Linked DNA regions of Danio rerio: region 2 is linked to region 1. The links are chromatin contacts, called in public Micro-C maps. All regions are on one chromosome and are shown on one strand. Each heading gives the region's core, a stretch centred on a gene start, on an enhancer-like site or on the middle of the called end of the contact. The rest is flanking DNA. Distances are from core to core; before and after follow the strand shown. Region 1 holds the start of LOC108180213 (zinc finger protein 521). Region 2 holds the start of adgrl2b.1 (adhesion G protein-coupled receptor L2b, tandem duplicate 1).

Evidence for each region. A called contact is a pair of places that touch in the nucleus more often than the background predicts.
Region 2: a Micro-C map of caudal fin shows a contact between it and region 1, with 20 times the contacts expected there. The contact joins the promoter of adgrl2b.1 here to the promoter of LOC108180213 in region 1. A contact is called at or near these places in 3 of 18 Hi-C or Micro-C datasets (caudal fin, hematopoietic stem cells and an unstated tissue).

Annotation. Positions count from the first base shown.
Region 1 is chr2:1,503,447-1,510,808 of GRCz12tu, forward strand. LOC108180213 (zinc finger protein 521) reads right to left here and starts at 4,244. Exons shown (of 7, transcript XM_073922310.1): 1 at 4,000-4,244.
Region 2 is chr2:1,838,244-1,845,605 of GRCz12tu, forward strand. It overlaps adgrl2b.1 (adhesion G protein-coupled receptor L2b, tandem duplicate 1), which reads left to right and starts at 4,261. Exons shown (of 20, transcript NM_001366848.1): 1 at 4,261-4,785.

The sequences.
Region 1 (7,362 bases), core at 2,994-5,493:
CACACTTATACACGACGGCCAGTTTAGCTTATTTAATTCCCCTACAGCGCATTTGTTTGGACTGTGGAGGAAACCAGAGGAAACCCACGCCAACACAAGGAGAACATGCAAACTCCACACAGAAACGCCAACTGACCCAGCCAGGACTCAAACCAGCAACCTTCTTGCTGTGAGGCCACTGAGCCACCATTTGATAATTATTTTAATCTAATGAATTTCCTTGTACTGTATCTGGAAGGGCATCCGCTGTGTAAAACATATGCTAAATAATAGTTGTCGGTTCATTCCGCTGTGGCGTTCCCTGATTATTAATGTACTAAGCTAAAGGAAAATGAACGGGTGTCTAACCTGTCACACAATATGTAGTGTTTGGTAGACTCCATTGTGTTTTGTGTAAGGGTACATGTAAATTAAGGGCTAGAAGTGTTTAGCGTAATCATAAAGGTAATTACAGAAATAAATGCCAGCACTTTACTGAATAAAACAGGCAAGTTCAATTATAGCACCAATGTGCATGTGCTTTTAAACATTACTGCGTGTATCAGCCACCTGTTATTCGTTTAGTTGACGTAGCACAAAGAAAATACACTTTGCTTTGGTCAACAATAGTTACTTTTTTTATATATATGAAAAGTTTTGATGATCTAGATTGAATAACCAACGACAGACGACGCAGAATCCAGGTAAAGAAGATGCATCTGAGTTTATTCTGTAACCTATGTTTGCATGTAAATGAATATATAAACATTTAAAAGCCCATACTTATATGCAAGTCGCATCTTGAGTCATGCTGTGAATTAATGGTCTGTTGTTTATTTAATGAGGCTACAACTATTAGATAATAATAGGCTACAACATCATTAGGTAATGGTAATAATAATAATAATAATAATAATAATAATAATAATAATAATAATAATAATAATAATAATAAATAAAAAAATAATCATAGTAATAATAATAATAAATATTCATAGTAATAATAATATTGATAATAATAATAATAATAATAATAATAATAATAAATAATAATAAAAAATAATCATAGTAGTAATAATAACAATAATAATAATAATAATAATAATGTTTTGACAGCATGTTAATATTCAGACAAATTGCATAAATAATAATCAAACCAATTTATTAATTACAAATATTGAGATGAGATTTTGTGCCATCTATGATGGAGATACATGTGATAATGAGAAAAATGCATCATTAAAAAAAAAAAAAAAAAAAAAATATATATATATATATATATATATATATATATATATATATATATATATATATATATATATATATATATATATATATATATATATATATATATATATATATATTCATTTTCTTGTTGGCTTAGTCCCTTTATTAACCTGGGGTCGCCGCAGCGGAATGAACCGCCAACTTATCCAACATGTTTTTATGCAGCAGATGCCCTTCCAGCCGCAACCCACACACTCATACACTACGGACAATTTAGCCTACCCAATTCACCTGTACCATGTCTTTGGACTGTGGGGAAAACCGAAGCAATCGGAGGAAACCCATGCTAACGCAGGGAGAAGATGCAAACTCCACACAGAAACGGCAACTGAGCCGAGGCTCGAACCAGTGACCTTCTTGCTGTGAGGCAACAGTACTACCTACTGCGCCACAGCTTCGCCCATATATATATATATATATATATATATATATATATATATATATATATATATATATATATATATATATATATATATATATATATATATATATATATATATATATTATTAATAATAATAATAATATTGATAATAATAATAGTTTATTTTCTTTTCGGCTTAGTCACTTTATTAATCTGGGGTCGAATTAACCGCCAACTTATCCACCACATGTTTTACTTTGCGGATGTTCTTACAGCTGCAACCCATCACTGGGAAACATCCATACAAACATACACTATGGACAATCTTTAGTTTATTCAACTCCCCTATAGCGCATGTGTTTGGACTGTGGGGGAAACCGGAGAATCTGGAGGAAACCCACACCAACACGGGGAGAGCATGCAAACTCCACACAGAAACGCCAACTGACCCAGCCGAGGCTCGAACCAGCGACCTTCTTGTTGTGAGGCGAACATGTTACCCACTGTGCCACCATGCAGCCATTATTAATCATAATAATAAATTAAAAGTAATTCAATTTAATAAAATAAAATGTTAAAATCTCAAATCAAATGTGCTGAAGTCATCTTACAATATAAAAAACACAATTAAAAACACAATATTTAATATAATGTGGGTTAGCAGTAGTGTAATTTTGCGCTGATGCTCATGAATGTGCTCATTCAAAATTAATTAGAATTATAATTCATTTACAATATATAGACAAAATCAATGCAGTAAATGAAAAACAATGATAATTGTTATGATAATGATAATACAACAAAAAGATATATACAGTTGAAGACAGAATTATTAGCCCCCCTGAACTAATACACCGCTTGTTTATTTTTCCCCAATTTCTGTTTAACGGAGAGCTGATTTTTTTCAACACATTTCTAATCATAATAGTTTTAATAACTCATCTCTAATCACCGATTTAACCAATCTTTGACATGATTACAGTGAATAATATTTAACTAGATGTTCTTCAAGACACTTCTATAAAGCTTAAAGTGACATTTAAGGTTTAACAGGGTAATTAGGGTAAAGTTAGGGTAACTAGGCAAGTTACTGTATAATAATGGTTTGTTCTGTAGACTATCAAAAAGTATAGCTTGAAGGGGCTAATATTGACCCTAAAATAGTGATTAAAAAATTAAAAACTGCTTTTATTGTAGCCCAAATAAAACAAATAAGACTTTCTCCAGAAGAAAAAATATTTTCAGACATACGGTGAAAATTTCCTCAATCTGTTAAACATCATTTGCAAAATATTGAAAAAAGAAGAAAACAAAAATCGAAGGGGGCTAATAATTCTGACTCCAACTATATATATATATATATATATATATATATATATATATATATATATATATATATATATATATATATATATATATATATCTACGTCCCTACTGTAGCCTAAAGCAGTCTTCCTGCAAATGTAAATTATTAAATCCAATGCGACAGACTGGCACGACTGACTTCCAAAACTATCCACCAAAACCACAATCCGCCTTGAAAGTACTGCAAACACACATCGCATCAGCATGAGGACAGCTGGCTACTAGTCAAAAGTCTTAATGTTTATAATACTCGTCCTAGAGAAGAGCTTGCACGGTCACGTGATCCGTCACTCCAAACTTGCACGCCAATTTAACATCCAGATTGCATACCATCACTATATCGCCATTGAACTGTCCAACGAGACCTTAACACAGTCCGACCTCAGTAAATACTGCCATGCATCATATAAAGCAAACCTTCGGGAAAACGCGCGTCCAAAGCAACCCTAAATTTGCGCACTTTGGTGTTTGGCAAATACGCATGCACACACACAGCATCGGAAAGCTCACAAATGATCAGCTTTGCGTTCTTGAAAGCCTGCTAATCATATATGGAGGATCACTTACCTTTCAGAGCTCTTGGTTTGGCTTGTTTGCGCCGCGACATATCCTACGAAAGAATAACCCGCCGGAGAAGATCATGCAAATATATCTATATGTGATGATATTACGCATTCGAGGAATCAAAGCCTAACGTCAACCTAATGATGATAACAATACAAAAAAAATCATAGCATCCTATTGGTTGTCAGTTCTGAGTTTAAAATGTCTTTAAATGCACATGCATGTTTGATTTAATCAGTCATATAATGGAATTACGCACCGCGCAAAAATGAAAATAACAACAAAAAATCTAAGTAAAATGATGGTTATTTCCGTTTAGATGCACGCGCTGGAGTCTAATTGAGAGTGTCAGATTTTCTCTTTAGATCAGAGATTGAGGATTGAGTCTGTTTTTATAAAGAAGAGTCGGAGAGGAGCATGCGAGCTCCCTCCTCATCACCAACCTGCGAGGTCTCGCTCTGCGCTGTCGCTCCGGTAGTCCACATAATAATGGAAAATGGAAGCGAGGCCCCCAAAGCCATGAGGACGGCTCCAGAGGGGGCCCCATCCCCGCGGGGACGCGCCCTGTGCGTAATCACGGAGGAAATCATTGTCAGCCTGCTGCTCTCAAACACTGACAGAGAGGCATGATTAAAATCCGCGGGGCGTCCGCAAGATCCGGAGCCTGGATCTGGGAGTCGCCGGATCCGGAGCTGCTGCTGCTGCTGCTGGGGTTAATGAAGGAGGACTGCTCCCCCTGCTGGAGGAATTCCTGTGTATCTATATTCACTCACCGGCCACTTTATTAGGTACACCTTATTAGTACTGGGTTGGACCCTCTTTTGTCTTCAGAACCACCCTAATCCTTCGTGGCAGAGATTCAAGAAGGGACTGGAAATCTGCAGCAACTGCGTGATGCTATCATGTCAATATGGAGCAAAATCTCTAGCTTGGTGAATCTACGCCACGAAGGATTAAGGCAGTTCTGAAGGCAAAAGGGGTCCAACATGGTACTAGTAAGGTGTACCTAATAAAGTGGCCGGTGAGTGTATTTCAACCAAATTTTGGGTGAAATATGCACACACAAAAAAACATTAGGTTACATTTTTTTAGTGTATATGACCAAATTTAACAGCTTTTGACACAACAAAGGAAAAAGAATTCAAATTTTAGAAATAAAAAAAATTGGGTTATTGTAACCCAATGTTGGGTCAAAACTTTTAAATTTGGTCCTATAAATTTAATGTTATAAAGTTAAACCAGTGGGCCGGTTTTGTCCATATTGTATTGAAAATTGGGTTAAAATAGCCATTTTTTTGTGTGTGTGTGTGTGTGTGTGTGTGTGTGTGTGTGTGTGTGTGTGTGTGTGTGTGTGTGTGTACATATAACTAAAATACTGCATCATTCAGCAACCAAAGTGTTCAAACATTTTGTATTGGACCCATAAGTAATGTATCAGAACCAAACTCGGTGTGTGAATGCACACCCTAGTAGCAAAGAATTCTGGCCCAGATTTGGCATAAAGCTGGCACAGCAGGCATTCATCCGGCACTGGCATACAGCATGTGGGCCAAACATGGCCCGGGTTTGGCAGAGGTGGCACCGTCTTTAAGGCGGCACACAAGATTTGGGCCAGATGAAAAACGTAGTATTTGGCCCAGATTTACAAATTTGATAAGTGGGCCATGTGAGTTTGGCCAGTCTTGACCCACATTTAAAATACACTAAAATCATTTTTGAGTAAAGAAAAAAAATTCTACCAATCAGGTCACTTTGAGAAAAAGCGTGCCCATAGTGTGCCTAAAGCGCATCACTCCATGCGTTTATCAATTTCATTGCAATCGTGACACACCAACCTATCTGGCCCAGTTCAGGCCCAGTTATGAGTTATTAACTTGGCTGAGACTTGGCCCAGATATGGTCTGTGTTTGGCCCTCGTCTGGAAGCCAGATTTGGTCCAGTCATGTACTGTAATTCACTGCGGCATGTGGGCCAAGCAAAACCTGATTGTGTGGGCCAGAGAAATTTTGCTATGTGGGCAGGCACTCTTTCAGGCTTCCCAAAATCAGCACAGGCCTCATTTGCATGTATTCATTAGCACCAGAGCTTCAGTAGCGCTCTGTTATGATCTTCATACCAGCAATACTTGTGCTCACAATGTCTATAAAGCCTCTTTACATGTTGAGAAGTGTCTCTAAATATTGGGACTCACCCCCCCAAGTTAAATTCCCCACTTACAATATGACAAAAAGTGCAAACAAAGTGTGATCAAAAGATGCGTGATTGATATGATTTGCTGTTTTTGTTGCCGTCGCAATCGCAGTGTTTGCAGGATGTAAACATTTTTTTGTGCGCGGTTTCGTTCTGTCAAGAGACCTCCGTTGTCTTTCAATTGAATAGGAGGAGCTGTGTGTGCGCGGTCCCAAAACATGCTGTCAAACCCTCTCCCCAAATCTGAAGCGCTTTTATACCTGCAGCCCCCAGCCATTTCCCACCAACACAAACAAACAGCGCTGCAAACCCGCACAGACTCACTTCCACACTTTCATTAGCAACAACACTCGTATTCCTTCCTAGTTTGGTGTAGTTTGCAGCTTAGAAACTTTTCAGTGTCATGTTTATTATGTGAAATAATAAACTTTTCAATACACATGGATGGGGCAACCATTAATAATAATAATAATAATAATAATATTCTTTACATTTATATAGCGCTTTTCTGGGCACTCAAAGCGCTTTACACAATGGGGGGAAATCTCCTCATCCACCAGCAGTGCGCAGCATCCACCTGGATGACACGATGGCAGCTATTTTGCGCCAGACCGCACACCAGCTGATTGGTGGAGAGGAGACAATTATGATATGGGGAGGGTTAGGAGGCCATGATTGACTGATGATTTGGCCAGGATGCCGGGGTGAAACCCCTACTCTTTTTCAAAGGACAACCTGGGATTTTTAACGACCACAGAGAGTCAGGACCTCGGTTTAACATCTCATCCGAAAGACGGCGCTCACTGAGCAGTATAGAGTCCCCGTCACTATACTGGGGCATTAGGACCCACACAGACTGCAGGTTGGGCGCCCCCTGCTGGCCTCACTAACACCACTTCCGGCAGCAACCTAGCTTTTCCAATGTGGTCTCCCATTTAGGTACTGACCAGGCGCAGCCCTGCTTAGCTTCAGTGGGCGACCATGTGAGAGTTGCAGAGAGCTAGCTGCCGGCAAAATTACTGCATCCAAAATGGTGAAAAGCCTTGGAGTACCGATTGATGACCAACTAAACTTCTCTGACCACATTTCTAGAACTGCTCAATCTTGCAGATTCGTACTCTATAACATCAGAAAGGTCCGACCCTTCCTATCTGAACATGCAGCTCAACTCTTTGTTCAAGCTCTTGTTCTCTCCAGACTGGACTATTGCAACTCTCTACTAGTCGGGCTCTCAGCTAACTCTATCAAACCTCTTCAGCTGCTCCAGAATGCAGCAGCACGAGTGGTCTTTAATGAAGCTAAAAGAGCACATGTCACTCTGCTGCTCATCCGTTTGCACTGGCTGCCAGTTGCTGCTCGCATCAAATTCAAAGCTCTGATGTTTGCTTACAAAGCGACTTCTGGCTTTGCTCCTTCTTATCTGCTCTCACTTCTGCCGATGTATGTGCCCTCCAGAAACTTGCGTTCTGTGAATGAACGTCGCCTCGTGGTTCCATCCCAAAGAGGGAAGAAATCACCGAACTCTCGCGTTCAATCTGCCCAGTTGGTGGAATGAACTCCCTAACTGCATCAGAACGGCAGAGTCAATCGCTGTCTTCAAGAAACGACTACAAACT
Region 2 (7,362 bases), core at 3,011-5,510, 330 kb after region 1:
CTTTCAGAGGATATGTTTGTTTATAATTCCTATATTTAATTTATTTTATGGGGATAGAGGGAAAAAAAGAAAAATAAGACAATCTGTGATTTTTCCTTTGGATCATGGATGTGCAGCCGACAAATCTGCAGCAACTGCGTAATGCTATCATGGCAATATGGAGCAAAATCTCTGTGGAGTATTTCCAGTAGCTTGTTGAATCGAAGGATTAAGGCAGTTCTGAGGGCAAAAGGGGGTCCAACCTGGGACTAAGGTGTACCTAATAAAGTGGCCAGTTAGTGTATATAATATTAATGTTATATTATTATATTATAATAGTATAATAGTGTTACAAATTATACTCTATTATAAATCATATGCTAATTTATGGATACTTTGTACGTTTTACAGTGCACATTTGTTCCCTCGTCTATCTTGGTTCCTCCTGGAAGTGTCCGGGGCCCCAGAGGGATCACTCATGGGAGATACACCACTGACACCACTGGGAACAAATGGCTGGGCAAACATTTTTTTGTTGGGTTGAAGTGTTGGGATGACTGCATGTGGATCAGGTTACCTCTGAGTCTGTGTAATTCATTCATCTCTCCATTTCCACTCCTCTTTTCCTGCTGACCCAACTCTTCTCTACACCTCATTCATCAGCAGGCTGCACTGTAAATTCACATTCACACTGGCTTTGGCTTTTATTTGTGTGCTTAAGGCCGCAAACTTATCAAACAAAGAGAAGTGTGTGGAGTTGGAGAGTGTTGCATATGCATTCAAGCAGTTTAAAGGGATAGTTCACCCATAAGTTTGATCAATTACTGACCTTTACCTTGTTCCAAACACAAAAGAAGATATTCTGTAAAATGTTGGAAACCTGTAACCATTGACTTTCATAGTATCTGTTTCATACTAGAGTCAATGGTTACCAGAGATAAAAAAAAAAAACATTAAACAAATGGTTGGGTTGGTCAGTATTTGACCCAATGTTGAGGTATTACCAGCATTTTTAGAGTGTACTTCTCATCTGTAAATCAAGTCTTAAGAAATGAATGAATGAATGAACGAATGAATGAGTGATTGAATGAATGAATGAATGAATGAATGAATGAACGAACGAACAAACAAACAAACAAATGAAAGAACGAACGAATGAGTGATTGAATGAATGAATGAATGAATGAATGAACGAACGAATGAATGAATGAATGAATGAATGAACAAACAAACAAACGGACGAACAAATGAACGAATGAATGAATGAACGAATGAGGGATTAAATAAATGTATGAATGAATGAATAAACGAATAAATGAATGAATGAATGAATGAATGAATGAATGAATGAATGAATGAATGAATGAATGAACGAAAGAATGAATGAATGAACAAATGAACGAATTAATGAATGAATAAATGAATGAATGAATGAACGAACAAACGAACGAACGAATGAACGAATGATTGATTGAATGAATGAATGAATGAATGAATGAACAAATGAATGAATGAATGAATGAATGAATGAATGAATGAATGAATGAAGGAAGGAAGGAAGGAAGGAAGGAAGGAAGGAAGGAACGAACGAATGAATGAATAAATGAACGAATGAATGAATGAATGAATGAATGAATGAATGAATGAATGAATGAATGAATGAATGAATGAACGAACGAACGAACGAACGAACGAACGAACGAACGAACGAACGAACGAACGAATGAATGAACAGATGTAGTTATAAAAGGCTAATTGTAAAGGCATTACCTAATACTAACTATACTCTAAGAAAATGCTGGGTTGTTATAACCTAAGGTTTGGTGAAACATGGACAAAGCCAACCATTGGGTTAACAAGAAAGTTCATATAAATTTGATTAAAAGTTTAATAAAACTGTTTAATAATTAAAAAAGTTTAATGAAACTGCCTAAGTTGCATGGAAGGGCTGGAAGGACATTTGCTGAGTAACACATATGCTGGACTAGTTGGCGGTTCATTCCACTGTGGCGACCCCTGATGAATAAAGGGACTAAGCTGAAGGAAAATTAATGAAATAATAAAATAGTTGGGTTTGTCCATATTTGACCCAGAGTTGGGTTACAAAAACATATAATTTTTGTCTGAAGTGTATGTCTGAAGTGTAACACTTGTTATTTTAATTAACTACTCTCTAAAAATGCAGCGTTGTAATAACCAATGGTTGGATCCAATCCAACCATCCAACCAATCATTGGGTTAAAAAGTGTAATAAAAAAAAAGGTTGGATTGGTCAGTATTTGAACCATGTTGGGGTAATGGGTTCATATTTGACCCAAATTTGGGTTACAAAAGGACATCTTTTTTCTAGAGTGTAACGCTTTTTACTTTACCTAACTACTCTCTAGAAATCTGGGTTTTCATAAAACAAGGTTGGGTCAAATATGGACAAACACAACCACTGGGTTCAAAAGTGTAATAAAAGATTGAATAAATTGTTGGGTTGGTCAGTATTTGACCTAACGTTGGGACATCACCACCCAGAGTGTACTTTGGATCTGTAAAACCTTGACAGAATATTATAAATAAATAAATAAATAAATAAACAAATGAATAGTTAAGACATTGCAATAACAGGCTATCCTTAAAGCCATTACAAAATACTAACTGCAATCTAAAAATGCTAGATAACCCAAGGTTGGGTCAAACATGAACAAACCCAACCATTGGGTTAATAAAAAAGGTTATGTACACTTGAACAAAAAATAATAAAATGGTTGGGTTTGTATTTGACCCAACTTTGGGTTACGAAAATGTAGAATTTTTTATTGCAACGCTTGTTACTTTACTTAACTACTTCCTAAAAATTCTGGGTTGTCATAAAACAAGGTTGGGTCAAATATAGACAAACCAAACTACTGGTTCAAAAAGTGTTATAAAAGATTAATAAATAAATAAATAAATAAATAAATAAATAAACGAATGAATGTAGTTATAGCATTGCAATAACGAGTAATTTTCTAGCCAATACACAATACTAACTGCTAGTTGGGTCAGACATGAACAAACCCAAGCATTGGGTCAATAAAAATGTTATGTAAATAAAAAAAAAATTTTGACCCAACTTTGGGTTATGAAAACATAGCATTTTTAGTAAAATTAGTGTGACTTTACCTAACTATCAAAAAGTGCTGGGTTAAAACAATGTTGGGTTAGAAAGTGTAATATAAAAAATGAGCAAATGGTTGGGTTGGACAGTATTAGATTTTGACCTAACATTAGGGTAATATCCCCCAGCATTTTTAGAGTGTACTTTTCATCTTTAAAACTTAAACGGAATGTTAAAAAGTCAGAATGAATGAATGAATGAAGTTGTAACACTGTAATAGATGCTAAGTGTAAAGCCAAATGGAACAAAACTAACTACAATATAGAAATTGCTGGGTTTTCACAACTCAAGGTTGGGTCAAACATTGGCAAACCCAAACTCTACATTAAATGAAAAGGCATTTAAATGTAAATAAACAAATTAACAAAACGGTTGGGGTTGTTCATATTTACGCCCCCAGCATTTGTTAAGTGTATAGAAATGTTTGGTAAAGGCAGTGTTTTGTGAGGAAGATGTCAGGTTTTCTGTCACTCAGAATGAATGAATGAATGTGGGTATAGCATTGCAATAAAAGGGTAATTGTAAAGCCACTACACAATATTATTTAAATTAAAATGCTTTGGGTTACAACAACACAGCATTTTTAGAGTCACAATGAATGAATGAATGAAGGTTTTGCATTGCAATAACATGCTCATTATAATACCATTACACAATAGGCCCTACTAATTACACTATAATTGCTGGGTTGTAATAACCCAAGATTGGGTCACACATGGACAAACTCAACACTCAACACAAAAATACTTGTGCTGCTTATTACTTATTTAAATGAATCAAAAGAACACAATTCCTGAGTGTTTGTGGGATGACTAGATTTACTGTAATCGATTTGTATTGGGAAAATGTGAAGGAATTGTGTGGAACCCAGTATTTTTTACAGTGAACCATAAAAATGTCTGTATTTAATATATATTACAACAATAATTGGGTTGTCCATATGTAACATCTCCCCTAGCATTTTTTAAGTGAATAAAAGTGCATAAAAGCAGTGTGTGAGAGATAGAAGTCATGTTTTCTGTCACTCTCCCGGTGTTTTTGGCATTGTTGAAACAGTTGTCGGGAAAGAGACCCTCCATAATGTTTATAACCCCTCGAGTGTCCGCCAGGTGTTGCTCCGCTCCGCGCGGATCCGCTACTCCGGGCCGCGTTTTCCGGCGCGCCGCTGCAGTCAGACACGCAGCCGGCTCGACGCTCCTGTCTTTCTGCTCCCGGATCGACCTGCACTTTCCGCAGTACCAAACCAGCGGAATTTCCTCAAGTTTACCTCAAAACACTCTGCTTTTAACGGGGAGTGCGGTTAAGCGGTGTTTTCTGCGCTGCGAACGAACGCGCGTGAACCGGACGGGCCAGCGCGGCGACGGGAACGCGCGTGGCTCTGATTTAAACGGGGATTTGATCCGAGTGTTGCACGGACAACTGCTGAAGGGAGAGCAAAAAAGCATGAAATGCTGCTTTTAAATGTGAAGTCTACACTGTTTCCTCTTATTATTCCCTACTCGAGGGCCTAATGGGTTTATCTGGAGCGCGCGGAGCTGAAATCTACCTGGACGCGATGATCCAAGTCTTTGTGCGCTGATTTTTTTTAGAGGTGACTTTATAAACATTGGGTTTACATCGCGTCAGAAACATCTACTAGGACTGTTCTTCTTTAATCTGTGAGTATCATTCATATCTGCCTTTGTGCATGCTTGTTTTTTTTTATTTTAAGTCCACACAGTCTCCATTCTGGGTTTGAGAGAGCATCAAAACTGCAGTGCCTCTTTTTTTCTTCTTAAAAAAAACATCAACAGGATGGATGGAGATATCTTTGTTCGGAGTTGTTGAAGATTTAATATGGTTAAGGTGTGGGTGCGAGCAGGGTCACTCGTGCACTGTTTCAGAAATGTTGATAACACGGCTATTCATCTTAAGAGAGAATTAAGTGCCTTTTTTTCTTTAAAAAGATCAGCACGAGGGCCAGATGTGATATTCATAGGAGGCTATACATCATGCTTATCTGTCCTAGAATTATCTCAGGGAGAAATATGGAGTTCTGTGCTGTAGAAAGTAAATTTAAGAGGGCTAAACTCTGTTTGAAACAGTGCAGTTCTTCACACTGTATTTATATGAGTCAGGGAAAGAAAGAAATGAAAGTATTTACATGCATCACAACTATTTAGTTGGAAAAAATACATCTGACTGTGTCCTGTTTATTTTTTTCTGGATAAATAAGTTATTATTTTATTATTATTTATTTTATTCATTTTATATTACACATCATTTTAATGGTGATTCACAGAATACGTCCTTTAAAATGTCAGAGTTTGTTTTAGAAAATATTTATTGACATTTAAAAGACTATTTAAGTATCACATCCTTATTTTTTATTTTCTTTTAAGCCACTAGCATCTACTCTTTGTAAGTTTTTAAAATATTATTTAGTATAACAATCTGCTCCGCATATGCGAGTTCACCCCTCACAAATGTTTGTTCTTTAAATGAATATCTTCCATAGGAAGCTTTACAATATCATATTTGTGCATATACATTAGATTAATCAGAGCTGAAGCCGAATCTGGAGCTAATCTTACAAAATAACTTAAGAAAACGGTTAAAAAAGTCACTAAAAACATCCAAATTTTTATGTTAGGTAAAAATATTATACAAAAAAAGGTAAAATCAAGAATAACAAGAAATAAATTGTTGACTAAAATATAATTTTAATAATATATGTGTTTAATATATCTGTTTTGTTCAAATGCACCAAAATATATGACCTATATGCACAGAGAAATGGATAAAAATCTGTTATTTTGTACATCTGTTATGTTAAATTAACATTATTTCCCTCTTATTTTGATATTGGAAACATCATTGTATGCACTTTCATGTTTTCTGTGTACATATATACACAATAATTTTGGTGAATTTCCAAATGAAACATGAAGTCCAAAATGAATCCTCTCCCATTTGAGATTGTCATATATATATGTATATGTATATATATATGTATATATATATAGTGCTCAGCATATATGAGTTCACCCCTCACAAATATCTTTTTCTTAATTCATCTTTTCTGTAGGAAGCTTCACAATATTATATTTGTGCATATACTTTGGATTAATAAGTACTAAAGCCAAATCTGGAGCTAATCTAACTAAATAACTTCTGAAAACTGTCCAAAAACTCACCCAAAACACCCAAATTTATATGTTAATTAAAATATTAAATAAAAATTGTAAAAAGAGGAGTAATCAAGAGAAACAAAAGTATATTGTTGACTAAAATATCTTTATATCTGTTTAATAAATCTGTTTTATTCAAATGCACCAAAATATATGACCTATATTCACTGAGAATGGATAAAATTGTTATTTTATACATCTGTTATGTTAAATGAACATTTTGTCCCTCATATTTTCATATTTGAAATATCAGTGTAGACATTTTCATGTTTTCTCTGTATATAAAATCACTTTTGGCTGTTTTTCCAAATGAAATATGAAGTCCATAATGATTTATCTCCTAGTTGAGACTATATATATATATATATATATATATATATATATATATATATATATATATATATATATATATATATATATATATATATATATATATATGTGTGTGTGTGTATGTATATATATATATATATATATATATATATATATATATATATATATATATATATATATATATATATATATATATATATATATATATATATATATATAGTGTTCAGCATATATCAGTTCACCCCTTACTTTTAATTTATTATAATTCTATAGGAAGCTTATCTGTGTAATAATCTGTGTAATAAATCTGTTTTATTCAATTGCACTGAAATATATGACTTATAATAAATGAAAAAGTATTATTTTATACATCTGTTATATTAAATTAGCATTATTTCCATCATATTTTGATATTTGAAATATCAGTTTATACACTTTCATGTTTTCTGTGTACATAAAATCACTTTTGGTAATTTTTCTAAATGAATTATCTCCTATTTGAGAGCTATATATATATATATATATATATATATATATATATATATATATATATATATATATATATATATATATATATATATATATTAAATAGTAAATTGCATAAATTGCAACTTCTTGTATGTAGTAGCTTTATTAAAAGAAAAATAATACAGTTGTACATCAAATACAGTTTGTCAGTCAAAAATCAGCAAAACATGCATACAATTAATCAAAAAACAAATCAGAGATCCTTCA